Regions from separate parts of the Mus musculus genome. Here all the other regions are linked to region 3. A link is a contact called in public HiChIP or PLAC-seq data. All regions are on one chromosome and are shown on one strand. Each heading gives the region's core, a stretch centred on a gene start, on an enhancer-like site or on the middle of the called end of the contact. The rest is flanking DNA. Distances are from core to core; before and after follow the strand shown.

What was found. HiChIP or PLAC-seq counts read pairs in DNA pulled down with a chosen protein or histone mark.
Region 1: a contact with region 3 is called in an H3K4me3 HiChIP or PLAC-seq map of forebrain, with 4 times the contacts expected there. The contact joins two enhancer-like sites. A contact is called at or near these places in 5 of 39 promoter capture datasets (cranial neural crest, frontonasal cranial neural crest, liver and 2 more), 2 of 15 datasets of contacts at CTCF or cohesin (the NIH/3T3 cell line and stem cell-derived epiblast-like cells), 12 of 484 Hi-C or Micro-C datasets (the N1E-115 cell line, the Patski cell line, bone marrow-derived macrophages and 8 more), 30 of 115 datasets of contacts at active chromatin or transcription factors (the 230-238 cell line, DN3 thymocytes, the HPC-7 cell line and 23 more) and 4 of 9 other capture datasets (adipose tissue, embryonic trunk, liver and 1 more).
Region 2: an H3K4me3 HiChIP or PLAC-seq map of forebrain shows a contact between it and region 3, with 3 times the contacts expected there. The contact joins two enhancer-like sites. A contact is called at or near these places in 1 of 39 promoter capture datasets (hippocampal neurons), 1 of 15 datasets of contacts at CTCF or cohesin (the NIH/3T3 cell line), 61 of 484 Hi-C or Micro-C datasets (the AML12 cell line, B cells, CD4 T cells and 42 more) and 30 of 115 datasets of contacts at active chromatin or transcription factors (the 230-238 cell line, the HPC-7 cell line, the NIH/3T3 cell line and 23 more).

Annotation. Positions count from the first base shown.
Region 1 is chr4:107,017,258-107,020,742 of GRCm38.p6, reverse strand. All of the region lies in intron 5 of Ssbp3 (single-stranded DNA binding protein 3), which reads right to left. Gm12786 (a long non-coding RNA gene) reads left to right here. Exons shown (of 3, transcript XR_003955090.1): 3 at 1,429-1,876. Among named protein-coding and RNA genes, the nearest start is that of Gm12786, 8.2 kb to the left of the region's middle. Within about 2 kb of position 1,527, at least 43 of the 459 cell types and tissues checked have an H3K27ac peak or open chromatin away from gene starts, as enhancers often do. A contact at or near this core is called in the N1E-115 cell line, forebrain, liver and 3 more, where this site is marked.
Region 2 is chr4:107,000,516-107,003,572 of GRCm38.p6, reverse strand. The region is part of intron 4 of Ssbp3 (single-stranded DNA binding protein 3); the gene reads right to left. Among named protein-coding and RNA genes, the nearest start is that of Gm12786, 25 kb to the left of the region's middle. Within about 2 kb of position 1,597, at least 30 of the 459 cell types and tissues checked have an H3K27ac peak or open chromatin away from gene starts, as enhancers often do. A contact at or near this core is called in the G1E-ER4 cell line, the N1E-115 cell line, cerebellum and 2 more, where this site is marked.
Region 3 is chr4:106,847,422-106,850,866 of GRCm38.p6, reverse strand. No RefSeq gene overlaps it. Among named protein-coding and RNA genes, the nearest start is that of Gm31125, 9.0 kb to the right of the region's middle. Within about 2 kb of position 2,181, at least 225 of the 459 cell types and tissues checked have an H3K27ac peak or open chromatin away from gene starts, as enhancers often do. A contact at or near this core is called in the G1E-ER4 cell line, the N1E-115 cell line, cerebellum and 6 more, where this site is marked.

The DNA.
Region 1 (3,485 bases), core at 278-2,777, 170 kb before region 3:
TGAATGCAAGTCAGAGGCTGGCAAACATGCTCTCTCTCTACTGGCCTAGTTTGCTTGTCTTTTGGTCCTGAATAAACCACAGTTCACTACCACAGCATAAAAGATTAGGGGCTGGTAAGATAGCTCCCTGGTAAAGATACATGGCTGCAAAGCTGAACAACTGAGGCTTGATCCTTGGACTATGTGGAAGAAAGAAACTGATTCAGAAGCTGACCTTGACCTCCACACATGCGTCCCCCACCCCACCCCCAGTCCTCCCTTGACCTTGATTACTTCATCCCTGGTACAGTGCTGGGTTCCTCTTGTCTGGGACATGAGCATTTGCAATCTTTCAGCGGGTTCAGACTGCTCGGCCCCTTTTCTAAGGACTGAGGTTCGAGGAGGAGTCTCTGGGTTCATCAGGTCTAATCTTAAATGCATGGGGGATGGTTGGGATGGGGCAAAGAGGAGAGGTGATTTGGGAGCCACTGAAACCTTGGGATCTCCCTGCTAGACACCGGGTGTCTGTTATCTGCTTAACTGGCCACCTTTTTGTAGGGACAAAGAAAAAATATCCAGTATTTAGACTAATGGTCAGGGCTCACAGCATACTACAGTCAGTGCATTTGAGGGTACCAGCCGCTGTACCAAGCGTCACAAACAGGCAGCACCCTGCCTTTCCCTCAGGAGTTGAAGCCTGGTGGGAGACTGAAGTGTAACTATGACCACAGCAGCTTCAGAGACAGAAACTAAATGCAGGAAGTATTTAGGCAGCAGTGGCCATGATAGAATCATAGGTGGCAGGGCCTGGTGGGTGTAGATGTGCCCTGGACGAAGAAAGGTAGACAATGTGGGCACAGAGGATGGAGTTAGGCAGCCCTAGTTCAGGAAAAGGTGTGCTTACAGAAAGATAGGGACCTGGACCTGGGACAGGACTTTAACCTGGGGGAGCTCCTGGAAGGGAGTCACCATTAGACTGGGTTATCCGTGGATCACACATCCATTTCTTCCCGAGCTGTTTCTCTACTTCTTTCTCACATCAGAAATCAGGGCTTGTGGCCATGGGGACCCCCCCCCCCCACAGCCCCAAGAGAGCTAACAGCTGTCCAGGGTGCTAATTCCCACCTTGTATCATGGGGATGGAGGAAAGTCATTATCTTCTCTCTATGAGCAGGCTCTGTGACCTTGCTGGAATCTGCCACAGCACTGGCTGGGTCAAGGTTCCCACAGTCTCCTCCCTGAGGGTTCCTAGCAGGGTCCTGATGGCAGATGTGCTCTCTGACTTCAATTCAGGGCAACATAACATGTTTTGGGAATATGTGGGCATTAGAAATGGACCTTGATAGCAATCATATCAGTTCCTCAGGACACAGGGAGAATATTCCTGCTTTGCCACAGCATTCTGCTTCCCACCCCCTAAAAACTGTCATTTACTCTGAAATTGGACAGTGTTTCTGATGCAGCTGGCTCCTGCCGGCCTCCGCCCCGCCTGCCGGCTCTGCTCTGCTGTTAATCACAACAGCACCATGAAAGTGAGGCGCATGCTAAGGAGGCTGGCCTCATCTACCCAGAGACTCCTGCTCTGCTGGACGGCCTCCAGACACTTGTGCACACAGCTCTGCCAACAGACAATCCACGACTTCACAGCCACCAGCAAGCAGGTAACTGAGCCCTGGAAGCCACACATCCAAAATGCCCAGAATTCCACCTCCAACACCCACCAAACAGCAGACTCCAGAAGAGATCAGGAGGCTGCTGGTTTCATTTTGCTCCATCAGTGTGGTTTCTCAAACCTCTCCCTCCCTGACATGCCTAAATGCCCTGGGACTCTCTTCTCTTCTCAGTTAAGGTGAAACAACAGGCATGGGCCTGGTAGATACCAGAGTTCTGGAAACATGCAGGTTTGAGGCCTTTGGTCCACTGCCACATGGGCTCAGACATGATTGTTGGAGAACTCTGGCAGAGGGAGGGACTCTGGGGGATGAAAGAAGCCAGAGTTATGGCAGGGGCCTGGCCTGTGCCTGTGAAGATCTTAACATGCCTGTAAGACAATCACAAGTCTGTGGTGCCAAGAGTCAAGTACTCAGGTCAGTGCCAGCAGCCAGCTAGCACCGTTAGGCAGCTGCTAATATGTGAAGCTGTCACTCACGGTCCTGTCCACCTCCTAGAGTTCTTTAGGAACACCCTATCTTTTCCTTATTACTCACTCAAGAATCCCACTTGATACAAGGTCCTTCAACGGCAGAACAGGTAAACCTGGAATACGATTTCCTCTTGTGCCTCCCACGTCCACCTCCTCTAATGTCACTGGGACCAGGACTTAGAAAACAAGGCCACTTTTCCAGATCAGATCCAGACTATTCCGACAACTTCAGAGCTATTGGGATTAGTTAAAGCCACCTTCAGGAAGAGGGACTGGGTTAGACCCATGTGTTGGGTTTGTCCATTTTGACCTTGGAACAAAGATAATGGCCAGACTCTGTCAAAGGCTTCTTGAATACTGACCTAAGACCCTTCACTCCTAGGAGAGAACTCGGCAGTTGGGAGAAGAATACATACAGACTGATGGACGAACAGAGACCAGACCCGAGAGCAACAGATCTGATCCTTGCCCTAGGGACCAAGAACTGTTCTATCAATGGAGTGAGGATGATGGGGACAGACCAGACAGGGCTCCAGATGCTATACTGAGAAACTGGAGTTTTATAATTAAGAGCTGTGGGAGAGCACTTGACATGGAGGTCCAGGATGGCACCTGACAAGTGTGGCCACTACAGCCAGGCTGAAGCAGCAACTGTGTCTGTGCCAAATGAATAAATGATTGACTGCTGGCCTTGGGAAGGAGTCCTATACAATTTCAAACCATTCTTATGCTCCCTGGTTCAATTCAGAGCTGATGAAGTAGGCTGTTTTATAGGCAAGGGAGAAACGAAACTCAAAAGGTGCTCAGGCATCTTCTGGTGACAGAAAGCCATGCAGTCCCTGGAGCCTGAGAGTAGGTCTCCATTAAGCTCATCCGAACACGCCTGCTAGGAACAGAAGCAGAAGCTCCTGAACCCACAGCCTACTTCCCTGCCTTCACTTCCCCTAGAAACTCCTGTTGGGGGCTAGACCAAAGAACAAGGGATCAGAATGGCCAAAGCTGAGGGAACAAGTCAAGAGGACAGACTTCAGCAGGAGATTAGGAAGCTGCTTCATTAAAAGGCCAAATAGGGCTGGTGTTTCACTGGCACCAACTCTTGCCAGTGGAACCAGAGGGTTAAGTGCTGATCAGCTGATTTGAAGAATCTATGAACCTTAGCAATGCCATGAAAACTGTACTGCCAAGAGAATTACACTAAAAGCAGCCCTGACCCCTGGCTAGGTAGGAAGCTCAGAGAATAAAGTGGCCTGAAGGCACACAGGAGCCATCCAAGTGCTGGCAGGCACAGAGTGTGCACCAGACACCCAGCACCAGGCAGGGTTTCCTAGGCATTATGTCACAGAATCTTCATACAGGTCCCAGG
Region 2 (3,057 bases), core at 348-2,847, 150 kb before region 3:
AAGTGGACAATGACAGATAGGCCTAGCTTTCTGAGTTTCATGTATTTGCTCATTTGTGAGGTGAGGATTTCACTCTGTTGTCCAGGCTGGCCTTGAATTCCTATTTCTGAGCTCAAGAAATCCTCCTGCCTAGGTCAAGTAGCTGGGATCCCAGACACCGAGCACAGCGTGAGCAGGGGAGTCTAGGAATAGAGTGACATATGGGTATGTCAGGAGGGGGGCACTGAAGGGAAGACAGATGAAGGTCTGCTCTCAAGTAGCTACACTTCTAACAAGTAGTCTCTCCTCAGTGGCCACCTTGGAAGAGTGAAAAAAGACAGACAGACAGGAGGAAGAAAAGAAACAAGATAAAAGAAAGGCACATTAGTCCTTTTCAAAAGAAAAGGACTGAGAGAGAAGGCCACCATATCGCAGGCTGGTCCATCTGTCCTAGGACTCACCAGGTTACTCTGGGAACTGGATCAAAAGGTGCCTCGTGGTAAGGGGTACAGTCCCAGGTTGCTAAAGCCACCCAGTTGTGCCTTGGACGCTAGCCAGGGTGCCCTCCTCTGTAAGCAGAAACTCTCTCAAGCCCGTAGTGTGGGCTGCACCAGGCAGAGCTTAGCCTGTCCATGCACACGAGGCTGTGAGGCCGAGGGAGAGCAGAGCCCCTGGATGAATACCATGCAGTAGGTCAATGGATCCCGTACAGCATGCTCTGTGTACAGTGATCACTTACGCCATTAGCAAAACACACATACATACATGCACACACTGCCTGCTGTCTTAAAGAGCTACTTACAACCACAAACATGTCACAGTAGGCCAGTGACAGCTCCTGAACAAGAAGGCTGGCAGGTGCTCCTGCAGAGTGGAAAATTCCCTGGCGTGGACCTGCATACTAGCTCAGGTCCAATGACAACTTAATCCTGCTGGGACCAAGGTACACAGCAAACAGAAGCCATTGCCTCTAGGAACTTTTTGCTTCGAGTTTAAAAGGAGTTATTAAAGGCAAAGTCCTCCACATATCTTTCAAGGATGGGAGCCCACGCCTCCTCAGCTGGTACTCAATACAGCAGGTTCAGAGTCATGTTTCCTCATCCTCTGCTTTGACACAATGACGCTTTTCAGTTGCAAAACGTCACCAGGGTCCCTCATAGCAAAGCATGGGTGGGGAAGGAGTGTACAGCTCAAGCCTACCCTGGTCTCTTCTGCACAGTAGAGCGGACTGGAATCCTTGGGCTCCCTTGCCTGGCCTCAGGTAGCCATGAGGAGCCGCCCACTGCGGTTCATGCTGCCAGCCCTCAAGCATGCCCCACTCCCCACTCGGAAGCTCAGAGCTGAGCAGATGCCTCCTAAGCCTTTAAAGCACAACTAATTGGGCTAATTTCGCTAACAGTCTCTGTTTCGTCGTCGCCCCCCCCCCCGCCCCCATCAACCAGCGTCCTTTGGTACTGCTGGAGAGATGCAAGCTGTTGGCTTTAGTGTTATTTTGTCAGCCATTAAACGATTCATCGGAGTCATTAATTGATTTATTACTGCTGCCTGCTCAGAGGGTTTAGCAAATAAAGAATGATGTAGGTCACAATGCAAAGGAAATTGGACCAAACACCATGAGGAACTGGGCACTCAGTGCCTGCCTGCTACTGTCCACTCTAGTAGCCTCCAACCCAGCTGCCGGGTGGAGCTAGTACTGATAGCCCTTCTGACCAGACTTCAGGCCCAGCCTGGCTCTTGTACAGGCAGAGACATTGAGGGCCTCCACTGAGGGCCTTGTATAGAGACTGTGAAGCCAGCCCAAGAAACCAACAGGCACTGCCATCAACAGAGCAGGAAGGCAGGAGCCAAAAGTGGGCACGAAGCTGCAATGAGGGGCTTACAGATGAGGCCTCCAGGCTCCTATGCTAAGTCTCTCCTCCCCCCGGAGGTGACACACAAGACAGCAACAGTTGACATGTTAGCAGGCACCTCCCGAAGTCTGGCCTTTAATGTGCTTATCTCTGATCCTCTCTACAGTCCTACAGTTGAGGTATTAGCTTCCCTGAGTTACAGAGAGAAGAGAAGCTCAGAGAGCTGACCTGCCCCAGGCTGCATGGCAGGCCAGCAAGTAGCAGTCTAAGACTCCAGCCTGGTGGATCCGACTTCAAAGTCCACATTTCTTCCCTCTATCATATCTTCAGACAGACATAAAAGGGCCCAACACCTGCAGCTCAGCTCCATGGGAACTGACAGAAACAGGCGGGAGACCAAGAATAAGGCCACTCTGGCCTTCTCAGAGCCCCAAGCTCTTGTTTTACAGAATGAAGGGCTAAGGGGCAAGACCTGAGGTCACACCAAGTGTGAAGACTCAGTCTTTGTGCAAAGAACATCACACCACCAACAAATACCACATGGCCTGGGTGCCTCTTCCTTGTGAGCAGTCACATTGTGAGGGAGCCCTCTCAGTCCCTACACTGAGCCAACCAATCTCCTTGAGGCCTAGTCACACACTATTTGGTTGGCTGTAATGGACTAGACCGAAGAGACTGGTCCTGTCGCCTGTAATCGCCTTTCCAGCTATTCAGGGCTCCAAACAAACTAAAAGGAGTGGCACTGAGGAAAGGCAATGGTCACACCTCTAATGATGGACTCTGGGGTGTGTGTGCGTGCGCGCAAAACAGGCAATAGCTCTGATATTTACAGGTTTCCCTAGAAGCCAAACAGCCATTCCACGTGTCTCCAATTCTGTTGGCGTAGTAATCGGCTGTGAGGAGACCCCACACTCCTGTTCAGCAGAATTAGGACATTCACCCTGGCCAGTTCTCAGGAGTCTCATAGAGAGTGCAGACTGGTCTGCTCTCAAAGCAAAGGGTCAGGCACGACCACAAACGACCAGTTTCCTTCCTACTTCTGTTCTGGATCCAGCATGATCTGAAGGCTATCAATCAAGTTATCTGTGGATATGTTTTGGGATCTGCCAGGTGTAGCACACATAAACTGAAGATAAGACTGCTCTAAGATGCCCCTCATCTTCCCTGTGTTCCTCAGCACGGCGACTGTCACACCTGACTGTTAATTCCTTATTAAATTAGCCAGCTG
Region 3 (3,445 bases), core at 932-3,431:
AACAGGCTGCCCTACCACCTAGGGTTTCTCTGGGGTTTTGTCACATCTATTTAGAGTCTACTTAGTAAGTCCCCTCCCTTCTTATCTACCTTCCTTCTTCCTTCCATTTCACTCTGTCCCAGAGGCTGGCCTTGAACTCGTAGGCTCAGCATACTGACTAGCTGGGATTCTTAGGCTCAGGCTACCATGCATGGTGACTTAGTGTTTTCTTTTGAATTAGTTCAGTTTTGCAAAACTTTATTTAACAAGGAAACTGCATCAGGACTCGAAATGGAAAACCAGCATGACTTTCCAAAAAACAGAAGGCAGAGATAAAAATAAATGCAAGGAAGACGAACCAATTCTAGCTTAGATGTCTCTGTCTGCTAGGACTCTCTCTCTGCCACACAGGCAGATTTACCAGGTTAAGAAAGGCATTAACACCAGGTGTGGTGGCAAATGCCTGTAACCCTGGCACTCAGGAGGTTGAGTGTTCAAGGCTGGCTGCAGATATAAACAGGACTGTCTTACAATAAATATAAAGGTTTTAAGAGACATATCAACCCTCACACCAGCCTTAAACTGAGCCTTTGTTAATTGAAGACACAACCTAAAGGAACTTGAGCTGAGCCACGTGGTGGTGCACACTTTAAATTCCAGCACTCAGAAGGCAGAGGCAGGTGCATCTCCATGAATTCAAGACCAGCCTGGACTACAGCATTAGTTCCAGGATGGCCAAGGCAACCTGGAGAAACCCTATCTCTGTCTTTTTTTTTTTTTTTTAAAGATTTATTTATTTATATGTAAGTACACTGTAGCTGTCTTCAGACACTCCAGAAGAGGGCGTCAGATCTTGTTACGGATGGTTGTGAGCCACTATGTGGTTGCTGGAATTTGAACTCCGGACCTTCGGAAGAGCAGCCTGGAAGAGTAGTTGGGTGCTCTTACCCAATGAGCCATCTCACCAGCCCCCCCAACCCCCATCTCTGTCTTAAAAAACAACAACAACAACAACAACAACAACAACAAAAAACCAAAACAAAACAAGGGGGGCAGATAGCTCTTCAGGTAAAACTGTTTGCTGTCTATGCTTGACCTCCTGAGTTTGAATCCTGAATGTAGGACAGAACTAACCCTTGAAAGTTGTCCTCTGACCTCCACAAGGGTATATCTCCAAACCCCAAATAAAAATTAAAACTAAACAAAAGAGGGTTGGAGAGATGACTCAGAAGCTAAGAGTACCGGCTGCTCTTCCACAGGACCCAGGTTCGATTCTCAGAACCTGCATGGCAGCTCACAGCTGTCTGGAACTCCAGTTTCAGAGGATCTGGCGTTCTCACACAGACATACCTGCAGGCAAAACAAAAATGCACAGGAAATAAAAATAAATCTAAAGCAGAGGAGGGTGTGCTGGAGAGATGATGGCTCAGTGGTTAAGAGCACCAACTGCTCTTCCAGAGGTCCTGAGTTCAATTCCCAAAAACCACATGGTGGCTTTTTTTTTTTTTTTTTTTTTTTTTCCAAGACAGGGTTTCTCTGTATAGCCCTGGCTGTCCTGGAACTCACTTTGCAGACCAGGCTGGCCTCGAACTCAGAAATCTGCCTGCCTCTGCCTCCTGAGATTAAAGGTATGCACCACAACGCCCGGCTTTTTTTTTTTTTTTTTTTTTTTCAGTCTTGAATTCACAGAGGTCACCAGCCTCTGCCTCCTGGATGCTGGGATTAAAGATGTTTGCCACCATGACAACAGGGCAGAGGCTCCGTTTTTCTATGGCTTGGTCTGTGAACTTTGGAACCTCACTGCCCCATCCCACTCATAGCCTGTGCCACACCTGGGAAGATCTGTTGGTCTGCCTTCTGGTCTAGGGCATGTAACCCAGAGTCACTCAGCACTGAAGTGACAGACCCCAAGCAGCCAAGATTTCTGACAGTGGCAGGGACTGGCAGAAAAGAAGCGACATTGAGTGGACAGCTGGGGACCTGGCAGCCAAGAGTGAGCTCTGTCATGAAGCCAGCTCTGCTTCCCTAATACTGCTGCGAACTATAGGTCTTTGCTTGAATGGTCCCCTGGTTTTCTCTTAGGAGATCCCTATGGCTTGCAGGGTAATGTCCCAACTTCTGTCAGCACACTGTGAGGTGCCCGCTGTGCTACGGGCTGATCCTTACCTGTTTCTCACTTAGATACAACCCTTTTCTAAGAAACTTCCTTTGAAATTTCCCAACAGAGCTCATCGCCATCAATGTGGCAAGACTCTACCCAGCGCTTGCTGGGTGCCAAGTAGCAGAGGCAGTGTGCCAAGGTGGGCAGGGTGAACAGGACAGGGGCATCCGTTCTCCTCTTGGCTTCTCAACTCCCTGCTCCTGGGTGCTCCATCTGTCTCCAGGGGACTATCCTGCATAGCTGTTGTTGTGTTTGCACCTGGGGCTCCTGGGCTGGCTCGACTCCTGGCTAAGGCCATCTCGGTATGTGGCTGACTGCGTTGTCATCAGGCGCCCTCCCCACCCCAAGCTGGAATTTCCAGAACAATGTTAGCAAGAACAGGAGCGAGGCAATGCTGGCCCCTGTTCCCTGAGTCTTGAGAATCTATAGGATAACAGGCACCTGGCCCACTTCTTAGCCACTCTGAAGGTACACACCGACCTGGGACAGGAGCCTGGCCCTACAGGTCACACAGCTCCCCAACTGGCCCTGAGCTCAGCCCTCTGGGAGCCTCTTCCGGAGGCTGGATTCCAGGAGCCTCCTCTTTCTAAACCCTGCTCTGCACACCCCCTCCCCCCAGCACTGGCCTGGCTTCCTGGAATTTCTCCTCCTAATTGAAACCAAACACCGGGGCTCCTCAAGGGCTGTGCCCTGGAGGCCCCGTGGGTTTCTCTTTTCCTCCCTCCTCCCTTTCCCCAAATGGGGCCTCTGGGGGTACTGGGGGTGGGGTGCTCAGCCCAAGGCAGCACCGGGAGGGGATAAGGGGTAAGGGGCTCACAGCTGCTGGGCTGTGAACAAGCTGGACTTGGCTGTCTCACAACTGAAGAGGCATTGAAGGGCAGGCTGGCGATCCAGGCAAAGGGAACTGGGAGGATTTCTTCCACTGGGACTGTCCCAAGAAAACCCTGGACCAACCCTGTCTCAGGCAGTAGGTCTGGGAACTGGAGAATGGGTTGGTGAAGGTCAGCCTCAACTAGACCGTCCGTGTGACCTTAGGCAAATTATTTCCTCCTCTCTCTGAATCTTGAGTTCCTCAAGGTACAAGCGTGAGGCTATGTGGGGACCTGTCTCAGATAATGTTCATAATTACCACCTGGTCTTAGTGATGAAGCTAGGCATACTAACCCTTTCCAGTACATCTACAGGGATGGAGAGAGGCAGCCTAAGAACATGTGGGGCTGTTGAGGGCTGCAGTTGAAAAGGTCAATAAATGTTTGTTGAATGAAGGAATTCTCTCCCCTTTTTACAAACATTTACCGAATGTCT